Regions from separate parts of the Mus musculus genome. Here region 2 is linked to region 1. A link is a contact called in public ChIA-PET data. All regions are on one chromosome and are shown on one strand. Each heading gives the region's core, a stretch centred on a gene start, on an enhancer-like site or on the middle of the called end of the contact. The rest is flanking DNA. Distances are from core to core; before and after follow the strand shown. Region 1 overlaps 1700025G04Rik (RIKEN cDNA 1700025G04 gene). Region 2 overlaps Gm36920 (a long non-coding RNA gene).

Region 1 (3,682 bases), core at 466-2,965:
CATCAGTGTCCCTGTGAAGGAGGACTTAGCTTCCACACCTAGGGTCATCTTTAACTGAACTGGATGAATGGGAGAAGACAAGGATACAGAAAAACAGCAAAATGTTTATTTTCTTAGAAAAAAAAGTGAGGAGGGAGGGGTTGAAAATGATTGTGGTCACGTGGTCACACTTCCATTTGCATCTGAGCAAAAGCCAATGCTACAAGCTTAATCCTGCACTAAGAGTCCTAGTAAGCGGAACAACCTACTGCTCACTTGTTCCTTTGTCACTTCCGGGAGTCAGGTTAGGTTACAACAGGCTTTCAATCAATTGTGGCTCTTTCAAGCAGAGAAACTAGGCTCACCGTGGCCACCATCCCATGTCCAAAGCCCCACGTTACCAGTGAGAAGCAAGGCTCAGGCCATCTCTGGACCACTCGAAAGAGATGGATAAGGAGAATAGAAGGGAGGGGATGCTTGACATCAAAGCAGAACCAGGCTAGAACTGACATCTGTATCAGAGTTCACCTCTACCCAATCGCCGAGGATACAGGCTAGAGAGCATCCTGAAACCAATAACATCTTTAAAGTGAACTGCAGAATTTTGCTGCATACTTGGACACGAGAGAAGTGAAAAGTTGCAACAAGTTTTAACTAGCAGCAACAAAGAAAGTTCCAGAACAGTTTTTTTTTTTGTTGTTGTTGTTTTTGTTCTTGTGTGTGTGTGTTTGTGTTTAGCAATATTCCTCTGCAGGTTCATTAAGAAACACTGTAATTTAATGGGGCATAGGACATGGAACAGTCTTCGTTCGCTATAGTGCTGTTCAGTGAAGAGAACCGACCTTTGCAAAGGTTTCAACTGGGGTGCAACCTATTTACACAGTAGTAGCTCCTGGTCCGACTGAGAACCGATGCTATGTGATATCCTCTTCTTCAGAACAGTAATCCCGACCCTGGGAAGAAACAAAAGCAAAGGTCACATGGGTAAACAACGTAAACCAGGGTCAAGAATAGCCGAGGCTGGTCCATTTGCTTCCAACTTACGTCTGCTCTGTAATAGACTCGAGTTTTCATCAGTGACCACTGGGTTTAGACTGATGCTGCACACGCAGGAACACACGCATGCATGCACGCACGGTACATGCGCACATGCAGGCTGATTTTCAAGCTCTATTTATTCAAGGCGTGATAGACCAATCCTATAATAAGCTTTTTAAAAACACCGGGCAGAATTTATCTCAACTTATATTACAGGCATATAGGAGATACAGCTTACACCAAGAAAGTCAAAGTGTTTCTCTCTCTCAGCAGGAAGACACAAGGGTCACTTTCAGCGGCTCACATTCTACAGCTTCCCCCACCCCCACAATTGGATTTTAAAATGTCACAGGAGAAAGGTGTGTAAAATCCAGGGGTGCCTGAGTTTTTAATTCACTCTAAAATGGTTTAGATGAACCGCAAATAAGGGTTTTATGAACACACGTGACAGATCTGGGGCTGTGGAATGTCTTAACAGATGACTCCAACCACAGGACCTTTGATGAGCCGGCCAGCGAGTAGGTTCCTGGCAAGTTTGAGGACAGTAGGAAATGGCTGCTTTTGAGGCTCTTCCGTTCCCTCGCCACTGTGAAGACACAGCTGGGACCGGGATTGAGGTTCTGTATCTGACCTGGCTGGGCTGTCCTGATCAAAAGTATGTAACTTCCTCAGACAGTACAAGACAAAACCACATTTCTGTGTCACCACAATGTCACAGAAGGGCTGCTGTGAAAGGTCAAGTTGGATTATTTGGTTTGCACCAATCACTTCACTGGTTTCTCTCTTCATGTGCAAGCTAGATGCTCTAAACCTGGGCACAAATGCTCCTTTAAAAACAGATCTTTTGGCTCAATAACATATAAAAATAAGAACCTCAAGTAATATAACTGAAAATAGTGCATGGCACTAAGTACTTTGGTAGTTTATCTTACTTAGATAAGCAAGCATCATCCCAAGCTATCTTCTTGTTAACTATTTTATAATACACCTATATCAGGCAACCTCCAGACATCCTTTGTTCTTTTATTTTGGTTCTATTTCATTTCTATAGTTGATGTGCATGAAGTATCGGTAGCAAACAACTCTTTGTTTACCATGTATCTACTCCTTTGATTTCAGGCTGAATTTATAAAATTATAAATCATATTTTATTACAGTAAAAAAACCTACGATTTTTTGGTTACTAGATGTACTTTTCTAACCCCCCAGCCTATGGTTCTTTCCAGCATATTCAGTAAAAAAAATATTTTTCAAACAAACCCAGAATTTTCTAAATAACTGGAATCCATTCTTAAAAATACCAATACTTAAAAATTTTAAAATGTAACTATTCATCTAACATGTAACATGTTTAAATGCTTGTTATACATCTGCATATATTGGGAATATGTCACAATTCCCTAATGCTAAGTGCCACTATAACGAATTTTTAGTCCCATGTCTGGCTGCTAATCCTGGCTGTGTTTCTTGCTGATTTTGGTACCTTGTTCAAGTTACCTCTTTTAGTCTCAGTTTTTCTCACTGATCAAATAAAAATGAGGACAGCTATTTAACATGGCTGTTGAAAGTATTAATAGAGTCTAAATTGTGACTATCATTTGCTCATAGTGTGTGGGCACATGTATACAAGTATATTTCATATGCATGAAGAAAACACAACAAACAGACACACGCTGCCATACAACGAAGCCCTGGGACCCACAGAAGCAGGGCTGATAACCCACTTCTTGACTTTCTGAGTGCCTTGCAGAGTGTCTAAGTCCAGTGCCAACTTGAGGTTTCATTCATTTGCGGCATAAAATCTCTAGTGGATGGAGAAAATGGACAACCAGTGCTCCCAGGAAGAGGATGTAGGTAGCAGTCACCCCATGACAGCCTACCCAGTGACATGGCTCAGGCTGACACTGTCCCTCACTTTGGCCCAGACCAGGCAGGAACTATTCTCTCAATCACCGTTGCAGAGATATACAGGAGACCTTCAAGGTTCCTGATCACTGGGAGTTTATTTTCCATCGTGTGATACAGGATACATACAAATCTATCTAGGCTTGACCTGAGGAGGCTCAGACTGGATTCACTGATGGATGCTGGGCAAAATAATAGGCTTTGGTTTCTTGGGCACAGCCATGATCTCTATCCAATAGGGCTGTGATCAGGGTTCTGTGTGGGGAATACATCATTCTGTCAGGTAATCAATACAGTTGGCTCTTGCCACTTCTGTTCTCACCGTTAGGATAAACATTGGGTTTGTTCAGGCTCCCAGCAAGGGCGAAAGAACCCTTGTGACTGAGGCTGTGGTTGTAAGGTGTGATCTGACAGGGGCCAGAGAACTCTGTTCCCTCCTCAGCAGTGTGTCCCAGGCAGATCCGAACCCCAATTCTTATACATGAATACAAGTTCTATGGTAGAAACAAAAGTTCCTCTCCACCTTATGTCAAAATAAAGCCTCAAATCTAGGCAAAGGTGTAGGTAGCTCACGTGAGGGTGAGAGGGCCCCTCCTCCATCATGAGGAAGAGCTTGGCAGTGAGATCACTCAAGCACACACACATACCTGCACATAATGCACACACACACACACACACACACACACACACACACACACACTCACACTCAAACACCACACACACACGTATATGAAACCTTTGTACTTATTAATAACACAGT
Region 2 (3,610 bases), core at 348-2,847, 360 kb after region 1:
TTTAGAGTTTAAGGAAATTATTCTCACTAAACACTCACCACGATTTTTTAAGACATCCAAGGCACTCAAACTCCAAACCTGGACCACATTTAAAAACTTGCCATCCTCTTCTTAGGGGTGTACTTGAGATGCGGTAGTTCCTGGTACAGTGACACTCAGATGATCAGTGCTCACCTGGCCAGAGTCACCGCAGCTCCAGGGACAGTTCTGAACTCGGATGTTGCTCTCTCACACACGCTTGGGTTTTCCTGGCTTTGGGCCGGGGTATCTGAGCTGAGCAGTGTCTCAAGAGAGGACTTCTGGGCTGATCGAGATAAGATTAGAGCTCAGATGGCAAAAGAAGAAGAAATAATAGGCTGAGAGATTGCCTCATTTGCCTCTTTAAATTTTCATGGAGAGGGCAATTTGTTAACAAGGGGGTGGTCCCGAGGCAGCAGAGGCATCAATAATTCAGCAGAGACTATCAAGCTGTAAATAGACCCTCGGTGCCCAGCTGAGCTCCTGCCTGCCACACTGGTGCTGTGCAGGATCTCCGAGAAAGGGTGAGGCTTCCATTACCCAGCCCACCTCAGTCCTGCCTCTCCTTTCCCAATTCTCAGCCAAACTGGAAACTCAGACTACAGTGGCTCAGGCTTCATGATGCCAAGCTAAGTGCAGGTTGAATACCAGTGTCCTCCATGGAAGGTGCTGGAAACTGGCACTCTCCCTAGTAAGATGACAGGGTAGATACATATACTACCACCTCCTGTCAGATGGGGGTTCAGGGTTTAATGATTCTCCCCTAACCCAGCTATACTTCACCCCCAGAACAAGTCTCATTTGCTTGATTTGGGTCCTTCCCGCCTTGCTGGACAGTAGTGGTTCTCCACGAGGAACAGAGGGGCTTAATGGTACTACAATCTGTGCCCCTACCAAACTTAGTTCCTCTGAATCCTCTACGAGATTGGGTTTTAATATGTAACTTCTGTATCCTTTGAGTCCTGTGGCACCTCCTTGAATACTGGGGTGAGCCCAGTAGCCTGGGTTAAGCAGTGGATTCTACTTAATGTACACAATAACAGCTAATGGCAGACGGAAGATCTCAGTCAGTGTTTTTTTTTTTTTTTTTGACACCTGTGTAAAGCTGAGGGCTGACATGAGAGTTTCACTCTTGATTAAGTCCCTGTCTTCTCTCTTAGGTGCCCGCTCATTCTCTCAGGAGCAGGAAGCATCCAAGCTGAGGTGAGGGCAGAGCCCAGGGAAGTATTTGCTGCTCAGAACATGGTGAAAAATCTACTTAATCCCACCTTCGTTTTGATGTTGTAATCCCCTTCAGCTAATTCAGAGCTTCAGTCAAGTGCTGTTCCTATGAACCCAAGGGAAGTGTTGTTATGTAGAACAAAGGCACAATCTAGACTTTTATTTTCCCTCAGTTACACCTTTACTGGTTCCTTGGTGACAAGATGAACTCTTAGCCGCCACAGGTCCAGGATCTTCACTTGAAGTTGACTGGTGACCAATTGCAGAGCAAGCAGGAAGGAAGTCAAAACCTCAGAGAAGACCTGAAACCAGACCCTTTCTTTCCACATCCATGTGTGACAGCCCACACAGTGTGGCCAGGGGAAGGAGACGGTAGGCAAGCTGATGCCTGGGTGATGCATTCAGTCATAGACACTCCTCAGTCTCTGGTGGGGAGTCCTGATGAAAGCATTTTAAGTTGAAAATATCCGAAGTAAACCGTGTGTGTGATGCCTACTGCACACGATAGTTAAACAGCACAAGACAAGGCAGAATGTCGTCATTTTCATGCTGTGAACGTGTGACTGACTGCTGTTTCTCAGCTTCAGGCCGCGGCCCTGCCCATGTCCTTTCCTTGGAAATAATCCATATGCAAAACCTTGAGGTGGTTTGTGCGGAATGCGTACAATGCTTGTACCACCATAAAACTACTAAATCACCACATCAAACCGTAATTTGGAGCCAGTCTACAGAAAGAACATGAAATATAAATCACTGTGATATGTATCTATAATGGTTCGGTATGTTAAACACGGCTTTTTCCTCTCTCTAGAAAGACTTGTCTCTACTAGATGGTTTGAAGTTTTCAGAGTGCCTGCATGTAGAAAAATACTGCATATTCTTTTGTGCACAAAACATATGAATAGGGACAGATGCAGACAGGAGTCTCTTGTCTGTCCAGAGTCTTCATCTATCTGATATGCTTTATTCTCATCACCCTGCCTCCTACCTGGGCTAGTGCAGCACCTCCGAGCAGTCTGTGATGGTGCCCCTTCTAGGTGTTTTGTTTTGTTTTGTTGGTTTGTTTTTCCTCAGCAGAGCAGATGGCAGGGGTTCTGTTAAAGGCTAGCCCACACCCTACTCCTCGGCTTCCATCTTCAAACAGTGCCCAGTGCATTCAAGAAAAAGGTAAATTATACAGACTTTAGTGGGCCCTGCCTACCACACCAGACTCACGGTTCAAAACCATGTCTCCCCCATTCTATGAAGCGGTTACGACTCCTTGCTCCTTGTCTGGGTATTCGGTATCTGCATCTCTGTGTGCTCTTCCCATGCTCCTATCTCTTGGACAACCTCCACCAAGCCTCGTGGGCTGAATGTGTGATGCTGTGGGCACTGTCCATGCCTCTGTCTCAGACCTGCCATTCTCTGCTGGCTGCCTGCTCTGCTGCCTTGCCCTGACCACTAAGCTTCCTTGTGACTTACTACTGTGTTCATTTTTATCTCTCCCAGATCTAAGAACAATGTAGAGTAGGCTCAGAATAAATTATCTTTAATGAACACAATTATTAGTAAGGAAATTGATCCTCAAAAGTGCACCAGACTTATTCCCTTGCGTTTGTTTATCTCAGTTAAATCTGGGTCAGGAAGGCAGATGCAACATCTTTGGCTTAGATGTTACTCTTCCTCTTAGCCAGACCGTTCAGAACAAGCAAAGGGAGTTAAGGGCTATTTTATTCAATGAGCGTTTGTGAATCAATAGGAAAGAATGTAACCTCATATTGAAACAAGATAATGCCCCAGTTCATCAAGGCAGAGGAAAGCATTAAAAGCAACTTCAGTCCCTGAAACAAAAATAGTATTGTTTTTCCATCCAATAAAATTCCTAAAAAGTGAAAAAGCCTCATGGAATCTAACACTGACTGACTGAGTGTGTACATTTCCTGGGAACCAATGTTTGTATTCGGTAATTGAGAAGGTTGAAATGAGTTTGACTGCACTACAGCCAAGGTGCAGCAGGGCCGGCGTTCCTTCCTTTCTAGCTCCTCTATGAAGACTACGCCTCTGTGCAGCCTCTCACTTCTGTAGGCTACCCATATGCCTTAGTTTACTGCTGTCAGAGGACAGCTTGGTTGCTTCTTTTTTTTTTTATTATTCTTTTTATTTTTCTATTAGAAATACTACTGCAGAAGGTACGTGTATGTGTATATTTCTATACACATATACAGAAATTGGTTTCTGTAGGTTACACTCCCAGAATGGAAATTGCTGGTTATAGTGGGCAGAATAGTGACCCTTCCCCAAAGTGTCTATGTTCCAATCCCCGGGACAGTCCAGTATATTAGATTGCATAGCAAAGGAGACTGATATTGAAGAAACAATTAGGTTTCCT

Evidence for each region. ChIA-PET counts read pairs in DNA pulled down with a chosen protein or histone mark.
Region 2: an RNA polymerase II ChIA-PET map of memory CD8 T cells shows a contact between it and region 1, with 17 read pairs. The contact joins two enhancer-like sites. A contact is called at or near these places in 1 of 484 Hi-C or Micro-C datasets (pre-megakaryocyte-erythroid progenitors), 2 of 115 datasets of contacts at active chromatin or transcription factors (embryonic basal ganglia and memory CD8 T cells) and 1 of 9 other capture datasets (embryonic stem cells).

Annotation. Positions count from the first base shown.
Region 1 is chr1:151,892,501-151,896,182 of GRCm38.p6, forward strand. It overlaps 1700025G04Rik (RIKEN cDNA 1700025G04 gene), which reads right to left. Exons shown (of 6, transcript NM_197990.3): 6 at 1-932. The coding sequence ends at 894. Among named protein-coding and RNA genes, the nearest start is that of Edem3, 140 kb to the left of the region's middle. Within about 2 kb of position 1,716, at least 29 of the 459 cell types and tissues checked have an H3K27ac peak or open chromatin away from gene starts, as enhancers often do. A contact at or near this core is called in memory CD8 T cells, where this site is marked.
Region 2 is chr1:152,252,579-152,256,188 of GRCm38.p6, forward strand. All of the region lies in intron 3 of Gm36920 (a long non-coding RNA gene), which reads right to left. Among named protein-coding and RNA genes, the nearest start is that of Gm36920, 36 kb to the right of the region's middle. Within about 2 kb of position 1,598, at least 48 of the 459 cell types and tissues checked have an H3K27ac peak or open chromatin away from gene starts, as enhancers often do. A contact at or near this core is called in memory CD8 T cells, where this site is marked.